2 separate regions of the Columba livia genome follow, and region 2 is linked to region 1. Evidence: chromatin contacts called from public Hi-C data. All regions are on one chromosome and are shown on one strand. Each heading gives the region's core, a stretch centred on a gene start, on an enhancer-like site or on the middle of the called end of the contact. The rest is flanking DNA. Distances are from core to core; before and after follow the strand shown.

Evidence for each region. A called contact is a pair of places that touch in the nucleus more often than the background predicts.
Region 2: a Hi-C map of liver shows a contact between it and region 1, with 6 times the contacts expected there. The contact joins the enhancer-like site here to the promoter of SRP14 in region 1. A contact is called at or near these places in 2 of 2 Hi-C or Micro-C datasets (crop and liver).

The regions. Positions count from the first base shown.
Region 1 is chr5:35,612,088-35,617,903 of bColLiv1.pat.W.v2, forward strand. It overlaps SRP14 (signal recognition particle 14), which reads right to left and starts at 3,629. Exons shown (of 5, transcript XM_065064284.1): 1 at 3,456-3,629; 2 at 2,917-2,989; 3 at 2,191-2,303; 4 at 1,062-1,094; 5 at 1-721. The coding sequence starts at 3,479. The coding sequence ends at 632. It overlaps LOC110358637 (a long non-coding RNA gene), which reads left to right and starts at 3,699. Exons shown (of 3, transcript XR_010472953.1): 1 at 3,699-3,880; 2 at 4,807-5,682.
Region 2 is chr5:35,710,892-35,716,707 of bColLiv1.pat.W.v2, forward strand. No RefSeq gene overlaps it. Among named protein-coding and RNA genes, the nearest start is that of BMF, 20 kb to the left of the region's middle. Within about 2 kb of position 3,535, at least 3 of the 3 cell types and tissues checked have an H3K27ac peak away from gene starts, as active enhancers do.

The DNA.
Region 1 (5,816 bases), core at 2,379-4,878:
TAAGCCACATCTGAAGGGAATATGATGCAGAGTCCTGACACCCCACCCCCCACCGCACCCTGAGCCAAGATCAGCACAGCTGGATCAGCATGGAGCAAAGGCACAGCTGCCAGCACTGTGCTGCCTGCCTTAGGTGTATCTGCACTGCATCATGGCAACATGTCCCTCAAAATAAGAGACAAACAGGAAAGCTGCTGTTCCTGATAGTATGTTGGCACCTGCTTTCCCTAGTACTACTTACTGAGGCTTATCTATTAAACTGGGCATCTGTCACCAAGACTCCTGCTCCAGTCTTGCTTTGCTCCTGGCACGGTGCATTTCTCTTCACCCTGTGTTACCCCCCCAAACAGGTTTTACACTGCCCACTTGTATAATACAAAACAAACAGCAGTGTAAGTACAAAAGTAGTTGGCAGCTGAGTGTAAAGCTGTTTCAGCGTAACTCTATAAATACTCCCACCGTACAGCAATCCACAGAAAGCACCTTGTGCTCCCAGTTTAACCAAAAGTACTGATCGCATCCCAGTTTCCTGCTGCAAGGAAAGCCAAAGACAAGTGGTAACTCAAAAAGAAATGGACTTTGCTTTGAGCAAGGGTCAAGTCTGTTACAGTGATGATAGGGCACAGTTCCATCACTGAGTTGCTTTACTCTTCTTGTTTTTGCTTTTCTTGTCTTTTTTCTTCAAGCCATCCATGTTAGCTCTCAGCAAATTTGAATATGCCTGCAACAACAATTGGAACCGTTGAAATAAAAAATACTTCAGTGACAATATACTAGAGGTAACATTTTACGTATTGCTAATGGATAGGTATCTGCATTTTCTCAAGAGAATCAGGGTCTTACACCCTACACTGGGAAATTGTTTCTAAACCAATGCAGAAAGTTAGGTAAAATACAAAAGGATTTTTTAAAAAAAAAACAAATACAGATAGATGGGCAGTGTAAGGTTATTCTGTGTGCCACTTCAGCACTGAATCAACCCATTCACGGCTGTCCAGTACTTCCTACTGACCACTCCCCAGTACCTATGGAAAAGGAAGGTAAAGGCATACAAAACTTACCATCTGGAATTTATTTACTTCCTTTGAGCTCACCTACAAAGGTAACACAGAAGGTTAACCAAGAAAACACTGGCTTCTGTTACAAACTAAGTACCAGTACATGTTTACCCACCAGTAACCATGTAGTTGGATCAAGTTGCCACATTCAGTGGTAGGTAGGCTGCGCTGACCTATCATAGCATTTCACTGATTCAGAAAACTGAAAACACTCCTTACTCAATTAACAAAATCCTCTGGATGCCATTAGCCCCGCATTTGTGTTTTCAAATAGGAATAATGTTCTAAGGAAGGTTTTATTTACTTATAGGGCCATAAAAATACATTGCAGCCCAGATTCTCTAAATTATTTCTCAAAGGAACATTTTTCTTTGGGTTACATCACAGAGGAGAGCTACAGTCAGCGAAAGCCTCGCCCAATCTCTCATTCAAAGTAAACACACATCAGATTTTCAACTTCTAGTTAACATTTCCTGAAATACAAATAGCTCTGTAAATGAAAAAAAAATGGATATGCTGAACAAGTTTAAGGCTTAGAGTAGTCTACCCATGCCCACAAGTTCTTGCCAGGAAACACAGATCCTTCCCCTGCTGTTCCCCAGTCTGGGAACACTCAGTTCTTCCCTGGTTTCTACAAACCTTCAGTAAATCCATTGAGGTCTACAAGAAACTACCTCTACGTCACCTGATGCTTGAGTGTAGGTGTGCAGGACTGTTCTTGGAGCCACAGCATTTGTCCTCCTACTGCAGGTTCTGTATCTGCCCTGTGTCCTTCTGCGCATGTCTCTATAAACAATTTTCCCCTTTCCTCCAAATATTCTCATCAACAGACTCACAATAGCCAGGGTTGCTGAAAACAGGCAAAGTCCCCTTCTGCTTTCCTGCAATACCATTCTGAAGAAAAATCCAGCACACAGAGTAAAATTATAAACTACTGTCCCATCTGTAGTGCTGAGTGCAAGCATTAAGACCTCAGTATCTAGCTGTGCGTTTACCTACCATATGGCTTATCTGGAATTAAGAGGGTAGTTCTCATGAAATTCATGTAAAGAGAAATTTCACTTGAAATATGGGACATTAAACAAAAGGCAAGTAGGGCCACTCATCTTTCTAACCCAAAGCTGTCACTTACCACTGTGCTAATTTTCTTCTTTCCATCAGTTGCTCTTAGAAGACACTTATTGTCTGCTGGCTCAAAACCTTCTACATGGCCTTTGCGTGGGACTGGTTTTGTTCGGCCATCATCTGTATTGAAAGACACAAAAGGTTTATTCATATTTCACTAAAATCACTGGATGCTTCCTAAGATGTTAAAAATTGCTCACGAGGAGATCTGTAAAACACCTTGCAATTTAAGGCCATCTGAACTGATATTGCTGCCAAACCGTTGACAGACCCCTTCCTTTGTAGCCCCAGAAATATCTGTTCTATGAACTACATCTGCCAGAAGAAAAAAAATGTAAATCCTTTCTCTGACATGCTGTATGAACTGCCCGCTTCAGCAGCAGGATGTCTTACATGCACAAACTGCAGCCTAGGACACTTGACTTCTCAAGTGGTGCCACCTAGCCAGAAACCAGAGAAACATAAACATGTAAAAACAACACCGTAGTTCTCCTTTTACAGAAATCCAAGGATTTCCAATTACTGCTTAAGAAAGTCCCAACATTTCCTGCAGTTTGAAACACAGTCTTATTCAAGGTTTTTAGTACTGCAGCTATGATGATTGATTTGTCTACATGCCTACTCGTTTGCAGATGCTCTTAATTGCAGCTGTCTATTAAAAAATCCATGCTAACAACACTAAGTTTGATTTAGATGAGCACCTCTTTAATCCAATAACAGGCTTAAAACTTACATTTCTTCAGCGTTATGAAGACGCTCCCCGAAGTTCTGCACTTCTGGAAGAGTCGGGTGAGCTCTGTCAGGAACTGCAAGAGAAACAGTGGCCATCACTGGTTGAGAGCCCCGCTCAGGCGTTCCCGTCCTCTCCCGGTGCACCCGAGCAGCCCCCGCCCCGTCGCCACCACAGGCCGGGCCGTCCCGCTGCTGCGGGAACAGGCACCAAGGGCAGGAAACTCCCGGGTCTCCCCACGCAGAGGCCGGAGGACACGAGGTCCCAGTCGAGGGCGGCCCAGCCGCAAAATGAGGTCTGAGCCCCCCGGACCTGCCACGGCCCCGGCGCTTCTGCGCTCCCCGCCTCGCCCGCACCGCTGGGTACAGCGATGCTCGCTCCCCTCCCCCACCGCCGGGATGCGGCGAGGGGACGGGCCCGGCGCACCCCGGAGCCTTGCGGGGCCTACCCCCGCCCAGCAGCCGGCACCGGGCACACCCCAGGCGGCCAGTGACCCGCCGGCTCCCCGTGGATGGGGACGGGGATGGGCCGGGCTGCCCGACCTGCTCGCTCTCCAGCAGCACCATCCTGCTCCGCCGGGCCGGAAACGCCGCGCGCACGCACCCGCGGGCGCACGCGCACCGCAACGCGAGGCGGAACCGCGCAGGCGACCACGCCCCTAAGCCGCTCGTGCCGCTTGGCGGAACGGAGGCGACGGAGAGCGCCGCGCGCGGAGGGGCGGGGAGCGGCGCGGGGGGAACGCCACGTCAGCCCCGCCAGGCCGGCTCCGCCCCGCCCCGCCGGCTCCGCCCCGCCCCGCCCCGCCCCGCCCCGCCCCGCCGCGGGACTGCGCCCCGGGGCCCCAGCGGCGCTGTGCGGGCGGCCGCAGCCTGTCCGTGACCCGAGACACGGATCAGGCCGGCGGGAAAGGCCAGCCCTCCCGCTACCGCCGTTACGTGCTCCACCCCGCTGCGCACCCTGCTGTCCGGTAACGGCCGCAGCGCGGGGCTTACCCGAGCAAACAACGGGCGCGCACGCGGCCGGCAGCAGCGGCACCGCGCCAGGCCCGGGGCGGCCGCATCCCTGCGGGCCCACGGGTCCGCGGGCCGGGACTCGGGCTGAGGGACCGGCCGCGGGCGCTGGTGTTGGGGCTCGGGCTGCTGGGGAGCGGGACACGGGCCTGGGCGCCGCGCTCCTCACAAGCGTGGGAGGTTGCAAGCCAGCTCTTGGCTCACCGTACCGTGGACTGGGTGTTCAGGCCCCCTGTGCCTCAGTGTCCCCAGGCACCAGGGGCAGCTCGCAAACCCACATGCCTGAAAACCGCTGCTGCTGGCCACTGTTGCCAGTGGAGGGCCAAAATGGCCCTTGCAAAGAGTCATGACAAGTGTGACTGGCTGAAGGCTCGGAGCATAGAGGGTGTGATTTCAAACTGAAGAAAACACCTAGATTGGTACAACAAACCAGCATCTGGGGGGGCAGGCAGGGACTTCACACCCAGAGTACTTGGAGCTGCTGAGGGGCAGGTCCTGGAAAGGGGGAGTTTTCTGTCAGGCCCAGGTTTATTGATCTGGGAACACATAGAAATAGCATTTAATCTAGTGCCTTTCCATGTTTCTCACTAGAAAATATTTCTTATTTCCTCTACGGACCTAACAAAAGTGGCAGATAATGCCATACAGGTAAAAGGGAAAAACTGCACTGATAGGTGCCTTAGGCCCTGGGGAATTTCAACTGTTAATATAGGAGCTCAGGACAGCATTCTACACAGAACTGAAATACCTTCCTGTGTTATCATATTATCATTCTCATGGTGGGGGTGTTGTTTCATATACAAAACAACGCTTTGTAATGAAAACGTCTAGTCACTCCAAAAGTCCTATTTAGCGTTTACAATCATTTGCTCTCCTTTTGCAGGTTCGTCCAGAGGCAGTAGAGGGTGCTGTGATTGCACAGACAGAAGTGAAACTGCCTAAAGAACAAGGAAACAAATCCCCAAGAAGCAGGTCATCACAACACGGCCATGGTTTATCAAAATCTATCGGTTTATTAAATTAAATTCATTATGTTGGAGTCAAAGGAAGTGTAGAGATCCAACACTGCCTTTCCCTCACTGTATTGTCCTCCTGATGTTTACTCTCTGCAGTTGAGGAGGAAAGACTTCACAAAAGTAAATTTTGGTGTTTCTCATAGCACTAAAAATCATGCAAAAACTGAAGTGAGGAATATATGTTATATAAGTCTTCTGAAAACTGGCACTCTAAGGGGATACCATCAGTGCTGTGGTCGGAAGTACTGACAGGCCAAAGCCTTGTACAGTTGCAGAAAGGGATGGTCCCTGCCCCTAAAGGCTTCCAGTCAGTGTGCACAACAAGTGAGGACAGGTGGATGCAAGGAGCCTTTGCCTGGTTGCAGGAGCAGTCAGAACAAACTCCTAATTACTAGAGGTTGTTTTGTCAGAAATCTAGAGTAGGGTTGTATTTTCAAAAGAGCTTTGCATGAGGACAATGCAATAATGTTGCAGATTTTATAGGCAACTAGTGAAAGAAGAGCAGAAATGGAAAAACTAAAACAATTGCAACATACTCCCCCTTGAAACTACTGTGGTTACGGACACTGGAAGGCAGAAAAAATGCATTTCCACTCATGCTTGCCAGAGAAGATGGGTGGTCTTGTTGCCGAAACACGGGCACTGCAACTCTCACCTGAATTCTGGCCCTTGAATTCACCAGAAGAGTCTTGTGTTGCCTTGGACTGATCTCTTCCTTGTGCTGCAGCTCTTCTTTCATAAAGGTAAAGAAAGATATGTAGTTGTTTTCTGTACTTTTTATGCAACAAAAAGCATCAGTGCCTGTGGGATGAGCACCATGGAGTTCTTTTGCCCCATTCGCACAAAAATCTCAACCCAGCATTAGTAGCTACTTCTG
Region 2 (5,816 bases), core at 2,285-4,784, 99 kb after region 1:
AAATTACACGAAGTCAACAACCTTCTTTGGCATCTCCTTTTTGTGTTGGAAAAAAAAAGCAGTGCTTACAAACAAGGAAATCCAGATTGGTACTGTGTGATTCAGCTACATACACCCACAGGGAACATGCAGAGGATGAACAGGGAGAGCAGAGCTGTTGTGGATAAAAGAAGCTCCTCTTTCTGTGGAAATCTTCCAACAGCCACATCATAACCACTCATTAATTACAACCCAGCTGATACAGAACTCGGCATGTTCGACATTCAGCACAAATGTCTTAAGATGTTTAACAGATGGTGAAAAGCAAACTGCAGGTAAAATGTTGGTCCCAGACTACTCAGATAGCAGCAGAGCCAGAGCTGCAGTCCTTGGGCCTGGATCCAGGACAATAAATTCTCTGTGCTGGACCCGAGGCAGCCTGGCAAGGAAGGTTTTATGCCTCAGTGGACTTCCTCAACCCACAGATCTATTATGGAGGACAACTGCTTGTCACCTCCTCTCATCTCCTGCCCTCCAACACACATTAGCAAAACCTCTATTGACTGTGTTTAACCTGGGTGCAGCACATCTCCAGCCCACAATACCCCACGGTTCCCATTCCCTGCTCACACACCAGGCACTGGAGGGGTGGGTGAATTGCTCCTGGAAATCCCCAGCTCGACATTTGAGCAAGCTTCAGAGCTGTCTGTGGGCAGAGAAGGAGCAAAGATCACAGGGCTTTGGACTTGTAGGACCTAGTCTGACGAGGATGGCCTTTAGCAGTGGTGCTGGCTCAAGCAGCCCTCACACCCTTTCCCCTTCCCCCCCTGTGCCACCCCCTCCTCAGTTTGCCACTGTAGCTGTTTGTGGGGTTGGACGGTGACCCAGGCTGACCAAGGGGCCCTGGTTCAAACCAAGGCACATCTGAAAGAGCAGCTCAGGCATAAAAACAGGCTGTTTGGGCTATTTAAGCTAGCAGTCCTACCAGAAGAAACATTTATCAGCTTTCATCACAGTTCAGTGCTTAAATATAAGCCCATATACTGATGAGGCTGCTTGTCTCACCTGCTGGTACTGAAGATTCTGCTACATGGCCTGTTGACAATAAGTCACATGCTACGTAAATTATCATAATTTCTATGCTTCAGATTCGTTTTAAGGTCTGCCGTGATAAATGTTTGCCTCCTGAGGAACAGCAGAACCCTTGATTTATGTTCTTAAAATTACCTCTGTTAAGTAGTCGCAGCACTTAAAAAAAAGATCTTATAGTGGCCAAAGGCTATTTTGTGCACCTTCAGGTCCACAGTTCAAATGCCACATAAAGTTTAATTGCTTTCCCAATCCAGGCTGATCAGTCCTGCTTTCTGCAGCATGGCCCTTGCTGCCTCGCTTGCTGTCGGTGCCAGCCGAGAGGGGCTGGAGCTGGTGCCACTCTATCTCCAGTCAGGCTGAGCCAACGGTGCCTGCAATTAATAAGGGATCATGTGCTCAACTTCTATAAATAAATGAAAGGGACAGAGTCATCCCTAGGAGCCTCGTCACCTTTTAGGCACTCATGCATACCGTAAGTGCACTGGGCCAGCACAACAGCTCAGGAACAAAATGAGCAATTAATTAAACAAATGTACAGTAACAGAGCTAACGGAGTAGCTATCTCCACAGTGGGAAAGCTTCCCAGAGCCATCTCACCTGACCAAAGCCTGGATTAAGCAAGCAAGGTGGAAAGGAAATGAGTAAAGAAGAGAGCTAAGTGAGTTTTAAAAGGATCAGAGGTTGTGACTGAAAACCAGGAATACCCAGTCCTGTCCTTAGGGTACAGACACATTAAATCATCAAACGCTGTGAAACTTCCAGTGCAGAGGCTCCTGGCCACAGCAAGCCCGAGTAACCTGAGCCTCTTTGGCCCTGGGAGGAACAGAAGCAGCCACCTCCTATTGATGTTGGGCTATGCTGGGTGACTGTTTATCAGGTGAACACCGTGCAACTGGTGCTGGTGCCCTTTGGTTCACAGCCAAGTTCATCATGCCTTAAGCTGATGTGTCCCTATCTTTGTTTCCATCAGCAAGCTGGTGGAAATATTGGCTGGGATTTTGCACTGCAGTCATGGTCAGTTTTCTGCTGAAAGGGGCTTGGTTACATTTATGAGCTTTATTTTGTACCTCAGGTGCAGTATCTCCTGTCAAACAAGGCCTACAGCAAAGCACAGTGGCTCTGAGCAAAATTTGAACCAGGTAATGGACATGTCCTAGAGAACTATTAGAAGGTCTCACTGTATGACTGTAAGAGCTTCTTTTGTCTTTAAAGTGAAGACATCCAGGTACCATTCACTGAGAACCAGTATTGGTGGCTTCAGGAAAGCTCTGCACATCTCAAAGTCCAAAAATGGGAGAAAACACCCCCTGAGTCTTTCAGCCTGAGCTGAAACACAGCATTGATTTGGGAAAAAAATGTTCTGGTATGGGTGTCAGCAATATCTAAGTCCCTCAAACACGCATGCATAAGAAAAGAGTCATCTTTGAAGCCATATGGCTACAGGTGGTACAACTGAGTAGTCCCAAACTGCTGAGTGCACGTTGAGCAAGTGTTCATTAAAAGTTATTGATAACTGGTTCTTCAAACACTCTGGAAAACACTGATTTTAAGCAAATGTGTTACAAACAAGCACTGGCCAGCAGCTCTAATGCAAGAGTGTTATCTGAAGTGCTAAAATGATCTGCGGATTTAACTTATTTTCAGTGTAGATGTGTGTGGAGGACACGTAGGGTTTTTTGTATATGTAACGCCAGAGACGCAAAACCGAGGAAAAGTGGGATTTAAACAAATAGTTCCTAAAAATATCTGGTGGAAAGAATTAAATACCTGTTCAAACAGTCAGCTTTGCACTCTTCAGCTGGTGATAGTTGGATTAATGGTCAGTGTTGAGGGAAACGCTAATTGGTCTAACTGGGAACAGGTGTGAGAGCCAGAATAAGACCAAGAGTTTTAGTCTGTAGTCACGTACGTATAATTCCACAGTGATGCTCTTGACTTCGTTAGAATAGATCACGGTTCGAACTGCCGTTATTTGGTGAACTGTGAGTCACTTGGCATGATATTAATGAAAGAGGTTTTTCTTTGATCCCATAATAATGCTAATCTTTGTTCTAGAGCTGCAGAAACTGATTGAACTGTATCTCCCATGGTGGGATGTAACCAGTGATGCAAGTGATACGCATTTCCCTCTCCAGTGCAGGAGATAAACCAGACAGATTAAAAACACGCACACACTACAATGGTGGCATTTCAAGATAAAAATATTGTGTTTTCAGATTTATATGAATAGTATAGTTTCCTTGGAAAAGAACCTCTTCATTACCCCCCTTTTCTATTTTTCCATGAATGAACCAAAACCAGATTTTGACTAGCTCTTTTCATTATGGCAGTAACTAAGAATTTTTAAATGTCTCTATGTTCCTCATACCTTCAGCTAGTGCCTACACTCCATTAGGGACAGCATGTTTGGTTGGCTGAGTACGGCACATCTAATTGTGCCAGCTTGTCATGGGAAGAACACCGGGTTGTGTTACGGCACCTTTGGCTGCCTCCTGTCCTGACAGAAGAAACTAAGCTCACCCCAACAAGGCAACAGGCAAAACAGAGGAAGCACACTGATACTGTGATCTTCTCCATAGTTAACAGCATTTTGACTAATCCCAGTGAATTCACAGCAAACAATATTGCTGCTGCTCTTTATCTCAGACTTGTAAAGGGAACATGTGGCTCTGATTTACCTTTTCCCCACACAAATTACTACATGGGGGAGTAGCAAGGGAAATAGGAGGCTAGACATAAAAATTACCAAGCAGTCTTTGCTATGTCTAAAGAAGCTCTCTAAGGGAAAAATTATAAGAATGGCAGAAAAATTGAGCAAGAAGGTTGCGATGTTCTGTTAGGTACATGAAAAAGAAAGAAAATGTTAGGGTAGATCCTTGGCTGCTGTAAGTAGCTGTAGCTTCATTAAATAAATGGGACCAAGTTGATTTACACTATAGGGGATCTGTTATGGTGTTCAGTACCATTATAATTTCTAACGAGTGTTTTTCACTACTATTAATTCAGCTGGTATTAATAATTTAGCTTTTGGACTGGCCAAAATAAGCTATTGTAATCACTAAGATTCAAAATTGCCATCTGAAGTTTTCATTTGAGCCTCTGAAAGGTACTTTTGAGGACTGCCCTGACAAAATGCCTGAAGGCAGATCTGCATGTCTGCTTGAAGGGCCTGTCTAGACTAGGAAAACGAGCAGCCCTTACAATGTGCTAATGGGTACATATAGGTTAGCACATTTTAAAACACTGGAGAAAAGGAAGAAGAGGCTTTCTCAGGGTGTAGTGCCTTGTACACTGAGCTAGGAAAGTCTTGCCTCTGAGGAGGAGAAATCGTGCTCTGTCTTCCCTTCATCTCTGCTGTCCTGTGCCCAACTGTACAGTCCTGCTCCCTGCCTTAAAACTGATGCTCTCTGGATCCTTTCTATGAATGAATCCACTAAGTCAGCAGAAAATTGGTCACAAAAAGTAAATTGATATGTTTGTGGTGGTTTAGTGAGCTGGATCAGCTGATGGAAGTTGCAAACAAGTGCCAGAGCCACGTAAGTGGCAGATAGATGCAGCTGTGAGACAGGATAGGAAGGAACAGAAAATCACCTTTATTCAGCAGGCAAGTTGGCTCATACTACCTGGTAAGACAGCAGTCTATATCCTTGGCATCCATGCTGAGGCTGGCAAGGCAAAGTCTAGGTGATTATGTGTGTAGATGACCCACACCCCAGCCAACAAGGCACACACACAGACATCAGCTGACTGCCTCAAGAACTGTAAATTCAAAATGAATGTTTAGTATCAGTTTTAATCCCCTCTTCTGCTGAACAATTTTCTGCTATTTAGTCAAAAGACAGTCTTTGCCCCTAAAATATAAGTCGCTTCACAATTGACTTCAGTTGCTTCCACAGGTTGTTGACCTGACTGTGTGTGGGGTGCTCTTGCCTCTGGCCCCATTCACCCCATGTCACCCCACCACAGGTCACCTAATGCACCTTGGCCCATGTCCAGCTGCTTGAACCCCCTCGTGCCCCCTCCCTTTCAAATGGTCTGTTGTATTTCTTCCCTCTTTTGGGGGGGCTACTTAATCTCAGTCTCTCCTCCTTTTGCACGCTCTGTGAGCTTAATGTTTTTCTCCTCTACCTCCTGGGTTAAAACCTCTCCCGCTGCATCCAAACTTATTCAGTTTGGGCCTTATTCACCTATTTCAGATTGTTGCCCCCCCTCCAGGAGCTCAGATTCACTCAGCCTCTGGCTTACAGACTGTTGACACAGCTGTTTGTATGAGTATCTTTCCTTCAGATGGATAAAAACTGATCAAGATTTGGCCTTTGGTGAATTTTTGTAAGGCATGTGGCCTATTTTTCATTATGTTAAGTGTGTTTGTTCTGCTCCTTCTGGGTACAACAGGAGCTTGCTTACTTGGATGCACAATGCTGCATATTATGAGAGTGTCCATGTTCATTTTGGCCTCCCTAAATGTATCCAGCCCTTCTTTGCACCAGGCAGAAAGGAGGGGTAAAACACCTAGCCTGGGGCATGAGCTGTTAGTTCAATATAAAGAGATTTAAGTAGGAGCAATGGGAGAAGGAAACAGGCTGAATATCAGGAAAAGCTCCTGCCAGTGAGACGTGTTTGGCTGTGAAATCTTCTCCCAGGGGAAAGAGGTCAAAGCCTCATTGTTTGGAAGTGGAGCTGGTCAAAACTGTTTTTGGAGCAGCAGCAACAGCAGCAGCAGCAGCGGGAGTGGTGGAGGTGGG